Linked DNA regions of Mus musculus: region 2 is linked to region 1. Evidence: chromatin contacts called from public Hi-C data. All regions are on one chromosome and are shown on one strand. Each heading gives the region's core, a stretch centred on a gene start, on an enhancer-like site or on the middle of the called end of the contact. The rest is flanking DNA. Distances are from core to core; before and after follow the strand shown. Region 1 has its middle 12 kb from the start of Mapk13. Region 2 overlaps Pnpla1 (patatin-like phospholipase domain containing 1).

Region 1 (3,075 bases), core at 283-2,782:
AGTGTTCCCAACCACTGACATCTCTCCTACCCCCTCCACTTTTTACAATAGGAGCAGATAAAGGTCACCGGATATTTAGGTCAAAGGTCATTTAGGAAAAGTCAATACCAGATGAATGGAAAGCCTTTTCTTTTCTTTTTTTATTTTTTTTTAAGGTTTAATTTTGAGACACTATGTAAACAAGGCTGGTTTTGAACTCATGGAGGTCTGTCTGCCTTTGCTGGCATTAAAGGGGTGCATCACCAGGCCTGTCATGAAAACGTCTTTAAACAGATGTATGTCTCCTACATAAATTCCTGGGGGTGAAGTGTTTGAATGATATTTTAGGTTTACACATAATTTGAAGAGAATTTTATTATTTTATATATGAGGGTGTTTTGCCTGCATGTATGTAAGTGTACTACGTGTGTGCCTGATGCCCTCTGAGCTAAGAAGAGGGCAGCAGATCCCCTGAGACTGGATCTAGGGTGTGGGTGCTGGAAACTGAACTTGGGTCCTCTGAAGTGCAGCAAGTGCTTCTATCTACTGAGCCATCTCGACAGCCATGCTGTGTTTTACAGATAACCAGCATAAAAATGCTAAGCTTCAAATCGTAAGTAAGAGATGGGATTAAGAGATGGAATTAGGGGGCTTAATTGTTTTGTTTTTGTTTTTTCAAGGCAGGTTTCTCTGTGTAGCCCTGGCTGTCCTGGAATGCACTCTATAGACCAGGCTGGCCTCGAACTCAGAGATTCACCTGCCTCTGCTTCGTGAGTGCTGGGGCATGCGTCACCACTGCTACCTGGCTTAAAGAAGTAAATCTTCTAGCACTTGGGAGGCAGAGGCAGGTGGATTTCTGAGTTCAAGGCCAACCTGATCTACAACGTGAGTTCGAGGACATCCAGGGCTATACAGAGAAACCCTGTCTCAAAAAACCAAAATTTAAAAAAAAAAAAAAAAAAAAAAAGTAAATCTTTAGAAACTTAAGTAAAAATTTAAATCCTGAAGTCTAGGCAAAGATTTTATGAAAAGGTCCTGAGTCCCTTGGCTCAGCGCCTGCACTCCCCAGGGATTAGAGCTTGGCTGTAACCTTGTAACAATTTAAGAGTTTGGCCTCCTAGGGAGAGAGGACGGTTACTGTGTAGCAAGGAAATGGGGGACATTGATGAACAGACACAAAGAAAAGCCAGGAACATCCAGTGAGCAGCTCCAGTTGGTGCTCAGGCTGGGTCTTGTTTGAAAGCGTTTGTTCACTGACCCCACCCCGCTCCAGGGCCTCCACCTGGGGCCTGCACAGTTCTATGGAGGGGCTTTGAGCCTCTGCTGCCTGCTGAGTTTGGGGGTCCCCCGCTTCTTCCTTGGTCCAGATTCAGATGAAGACAAAAACCCCCAGGTGAAAATCTCAGGGAAGAGCACAGGAAGGGTAGAGGGAGTGAGCCCTGGGGCGATGTCACAGGCCACAAGGACTCAGAGGCCAAGGGTGGAACAGAGGCTCCTCCCTGCACTGCGTTTGCAGGGCTTCTGGGATCTTTCTCTTTTTGGTGACAGCTGGGTCATTTCCCCTCTTAGCTCAGCTCTGGCTCGACTGACTCTGTACTACAGTCGCTGCCCCAGGGCCTCCTCATAGTTGCCTGACAGACAGAGACAGCAGCATCCATCCACCTAGAGCAAGCCAGGAAAAGACTGACCTGGGATGACTGGGGGCCCTGTGGTCCATCCGGGCAGAGGAGCCGTGATAAGTGTGCAAGGACACCTCTCAGTGGCTGGAATAACTGGGGGCCCTGTGGTCCATCCGGGCAGAGGAGCCGTGATAAGTGTGCAAGGACACCTCTCAGTGGCTGGATAGGGAGGATGTAGCTGTTGTTAGGGGACTGTCCCTGGTTCCGAGGGAGGCTTTCTTGTCTCTGCTTATTTCCTGAGTCACCACACACCCACCAAGGTCAGGGTCACCAGGCCTGCCTACACTTACTTTATTCCTGCCAGCCAGCCAACAGGGACTCAGAGGATGATGCTCAAGGCCATGAAGCCCTTTGGGCAGATCACCTCCCTGTCTGCTGGAGAAATAGCCTAGATGTGAGATGCTGGGGTGTTTTATTTTAAATATTTTTTAGGGGCTGTGGATCTCCAGGGTGCAGCTTGGGGCCACACCTTCTGCATCTCCCCTGTGCTTCCCATGGCTCTCTCTCTTCCGCAGGACTGGCTAGACAGAGAAATAGTCTTTGGGACTTGGGGACACCCATAATGCCTCCATTCACTCACTCATGGGCATTTGTTCCCACAGAGTTCATACTGGAGAGGAGACCAAGGTCCGTACTGCATTGTCTGCTGGGGGACAATGGGTCCTCTACACCAGGCAGAGGGCTGTGTGGCACTGCCACAAGAAAATAGGCCCCTGTGGTGAAGTATCTTTAGGAAGGGTCTGGATCAAATCTAGAGAGTGTGTGTGTGGTATAAGCCTTCAATCCCAGCACTCAGGTGACAGAGGCAGGAGGATCTCTGTGAGCTCCTGGTTAGTCTGTCTGGTCTATTCAACAAGTTCCAGGCCATCCAAAACTACATTATTTGACCTTGCCTCAAAATAAATACTGGGACTGGAGAGATGGCTCATTGGTTAAGAGCACCGACTGCTCTTCTAAAGGTCCTGAGTTCAAATCCCAGCAACCACATGGTGGCTCATAGCCATCCGTAATGAGATCTGATGCCCTCTTCTGGTGTGTCTGATGACAGCTACAGTGTACTTAGATATAATAATAAATAAAGCTTAAAAAAAACCTTTATTTTCTTCAGGGCTTGTCAGAGCCTCTCAGCTGACAGTGTCCATGGTAGGCCTTTCGGCTGGCCGCCCTGGCATCTGGAAATCCAGGAATCTGGAAAGCAGGGACAACTAAAATCTGAGAAAAATGACTGAGGTGTGAATGTTGAGACAGAAGACCAAGCCTCTTCTCTGGGACCAAGAGGGAGGCTCAAAACGAGATGTTTGAAACGGGGAACCTTGAGCCTGCCTTGCAACTAACTGTAAGGTCAGGGTGATAGCTGGCCACCAGTCAGTCCCAAACAAAGTCTCCTCCCCATATGACAACATGGCCACTCAGATGG
Region 2 (3,220 bases), core at 454-2,953, 94 kb before region 1:
CCTTAGTAATCTACCGGACCACCTAGTAGACTAATCTAGTCTCCTCTCGTAGAACTGCTCCTGGCAGAGCCATGGGCACGAAGGAAGGGAAGGGCCAGGCAGGCAAAAAAGGGAAGAAGGGAGGAAGCTGGGGAGTGGGCTGGACTGAGCTGCCCCTGTTCTCCCAGGCGGGGGCGCTCCAACCAGGGCCTTGCCTCGATGAGCTCTTCCTTGGATCGGTACTCGGAAACCACGACGTTCTCTCCGTCCGTGACTCGGGTGAGGCTCACATGCAGCTTCCCGGTGGCGAACTTGTAGGAGTCCTCCGGTAGCACATCGTACAAAAACTGTCGCATCATCTGTACCATCTTGCAGGACGGAGACAGAGGTCCCAGGAAGAACTTCTTCACCTCCGCCAGGCCCATATTCAGCACTCTGAGGTATTTCTCTGTGGAGGGAGCAGAGTGGCGGATGCACCCTCAGCAACTGCTCAGGAACATGGGGAGGCGCCCCCGGGGCTCAGTGATGTCAACCATTTCACCCAGCCGTTCACAGCGAGGAGGAGGCCTCAGACCCAGAAGCTGGGGGGGCCTCAGGAACAGAACAGAGCCAGGCCATAAAGGAGAATGTCCTAGATGCCCTACAGCTAGGAGACACTGGCACCAGCATGGGACCCAGGTGTCCTGCTTCTTGACCATGCGTGGCCACCCATCAGGAATTGTCAGCGACTAGAAAGATATTTTCTTCCTGCAAAACAGCTCTGGCAGCTTCTTGTCCCTGCACCTGAGGTCTGCCACCAAGCTGTCATTATGAGGGTCCTACACAAACACAGATGTGGTTGGAAATCTTTTACCAAGTGACAAGGGCACTTGCTTAGAGGCCACATACCCTTGGCAGACTGCACCCTCTCTACGTAGGCAAGGATGACCTGGAACTCCGATTCTACAGTCTCTTCCTCAATAGAGCCAGGGTTCCAGGCATGACCTATGCTTGGTTTATGCGGTGCCAAGGAGCGAGCACAGGGCTGCATGCATGCTGGGAAGAACTCTGTCCACTTAGCTTAACTATGATCTCAAAACCGGATTTTTTTTTTAAAGATTTACCTATTTATTTATTTATTATATGTAAGTACACTGTGGCTGTCTTCAGACACTCCAGAAGAGGGCGTCATATCTCGTTACGGATGGTTGTGAGCCACCATGTGGTTGCTGGGATTTGAACTCCAGACCTTCGGAAGAGCAGTCGGGTGCTCTTACCCACTGAGCCATCTCACCAGCCCTCAAAACCTGATTTTTACATTTTATTTTTATTCCTGTGTATGTACGTACACATGTGTGTGTGTGTGCCCACAGATGCTAGACAGGGTTGTAGGATCCCCTGGACCTGGAGCTATATGACATGGCCAGTGGGAGCTGAACTTAAGCCCTCTACAAGAGCAACAGATGCCCTTAATGACGAAGTCACCTCTCCAGTCCCACAAATACTGTTTTCTCTTGGTGCCAGCGATTGAACTAGGGGCTCTGCACATATTTGCATACGTTTGATGCTTGACCACTGAGCTACACAGCCAGCCCTTAAAGAACTATCTCATTTGGAAAAATTTGTTTAAAGTTAGCGTCATGCATATGTACCAGGGGCTTGTGTAGCCATGAGCTCTCTGCTGTGGGAGGCAGCAGAGCGGAGGTTGCATAAGCACCCCTGTCAGAGAGCTTATCCAGCAGCTCTGTGGGCGGGTGGGAAGGGCGGAGTCTTTCCAGCTTGGAGAGTCTGGCATTCATTCTAGTGCCTGGCGGCAGACACACAGAGAAGGCAACTGATTTGCCCAGAGTCACACACAGCAATTTAGAGACAAAAGGACAGCTTATTCCTATTGCATTTTATAGTTCGTGGATTATACGTTACTGGTCTAATCCTAGAGACTGCTAATGCTAGAGTGGCGTTGGACAGGTAGAGAAACTGAGGCAGGGAAAAGCGCCTTGCCTGAGGTCACACAGTCAGGCAATGTTGGTTTGCTGTTGTCTCGTTTTTTTTTCTGATGCCAAGCCACCCCTCACCCACACCCAGATCACAGTTGCCTTACACGATAGGGACCCCAGGCTTTGCTCCGAACATGGACTGCTCCTTCTCCTTCCTGGGAGTAGCAAGCCCGGCAGTGTCAGCCTTGCCATGTACAGACATGTGTACTCAGCACCTTCCCTCTAGGGAGGGAGGTGACCAGCTGGCAGGTTAGAAAACAACCTGGCAAGTGGCCACCAAGGTCACCCAGAAGACAGATTACCACGGAGGTATGCGCTTCTGGGAACTGGTTTCCTGTAACGGAGGCTGACCTCAGACTCACTATGTAGCCAAGAACAACCTTGAACTCTTAATCTCCCTTCTGCCAGTTTCCTAGTGCTGGGATGACAGATGTATGCCATCGGATGAACCATTTTAAAACCTTTGTTGCCGGGTGTAGTGGCACATGCCTTTAATCCCAGCACTCGGGAGGCAGAGGCAGGTGGATTTCTGAGTTCGAGGCCAGCCTGGTCTACAAAGTGAGTTCCAGGACAGCCAGGGCTATACAGAGAAACCCTGTCTCGAAAAAACGATATATATATAAATACTTAAACACACACACAAGAAGAACAACCCATGCTATATTCTCTACCTGTGCCGGACTATCCACTAGAAGTGGGCATGAGTGAAGTGGGCATGAGAGGTCAAAGGTCTGCACGAGTCAGGCTTCAAGTGCCTGCTTTAACTTCAGCTTTAGAACAGGATTCATTCCTAGTCAACAGGGAGGGGAGTGACAGGGATGAGGAGAATGGAAATAGCCCTGACATTTCCAGGATCCATGCAGCTGAAAATGGTTCAGTCTGGAAATCAGCTGTGTACCACACACACACACACACACACACACACACACACACACACACAAAACCAGAGGGAGGCAGGGAGGCAACTGGTTTCTCTCAGCCTGGGGGAGTTTGGCTTAAAATTCTTCCTTGATGCTTAAAGCAGGCACAAACCGAAAGGTCGTCTGTCTCTCTGCATCTTCTTGCTTCCCTCCTGGTTTGTGTGTGTGTCCAACCTCGAGGTCCCTGTGTGTCTGTCCCTGGGGTCCCTGTGTGTCTGTCCTTGTGGGTCCCTGTGTGTCTGTTCTTGGGGTCCCTCACTGTCTCTCCCTCCTCTCTCACTGTCTCTCCCTCCTCCCTCACTGTCTTTCCCTCCTCTCTCACTCTCCCCCAGCTTTTTTGGTAGT

Evidence for each region. Hi-C and Micro-C count contacts between places; a contact is called where the count stands out from the background.
Region 2: a contact with region 1 is called in a Hi-C map of uterus, with 2.5 times the contacts expected there. The contact joins two enhancer-like sites. A contact is called at or near these places in 3 of 15 datasets of contacts at CTCF or cohesin (all in embryonic stem cells), 28 of 484 Hi-C or Micro-C datasets (the G1E-ER4 cell line, bone marrow-derived macrophages, cerebral cortex and 5 more), 14 of 115 datasets of contacts at active chromatin or transcription factors (the 230-238 cell line, the HPC-7 cell line, T-cell acute lymphoblastic leukemia and 3 more) and 3 of 9 other capture datasets (embryonic stem cells, liver and pancreatic islet).

Annotation. Positions count from the first base shown.
Region 1 is chr17:28,779,893-28,782,967 of GRCm38.p6, reverse strand. No RefSeq gene overlaps it. Among named protein-coding and RNA genes, the nearest start is that of Mapk13, 12 kb to the right of the region's middle. Within about 2 kb of position 1,532, at least 38 of the 459 cell types and tissues checked have an H3K27ac peak or open chromatin away from gene starts, as enhancers often do. A contact at or near this core is called in uterus, where this site is marked.
Region 2 is chr17:28,874,019-28,877,238 of GRCm38.p6, reverse strand. It overlaps Pnpla1 (patatin-like phospholipase domain containing 1), which reads right to left. Exons shown (of 10, transcript NM_001034885.3): 2 at 195-427. Among named protein-coding and RNA genes, the nearest start is that of Pnpla1, 17 kb to the right of the region's middle. Within about 2 kb of position 1,703, at least 75 of the 459 cell types and tissues checked have an H3K27ac peak or open chromatin away from gene starts, as enhancers often do. A contact at or near this core is called in uterus, where this site is marked.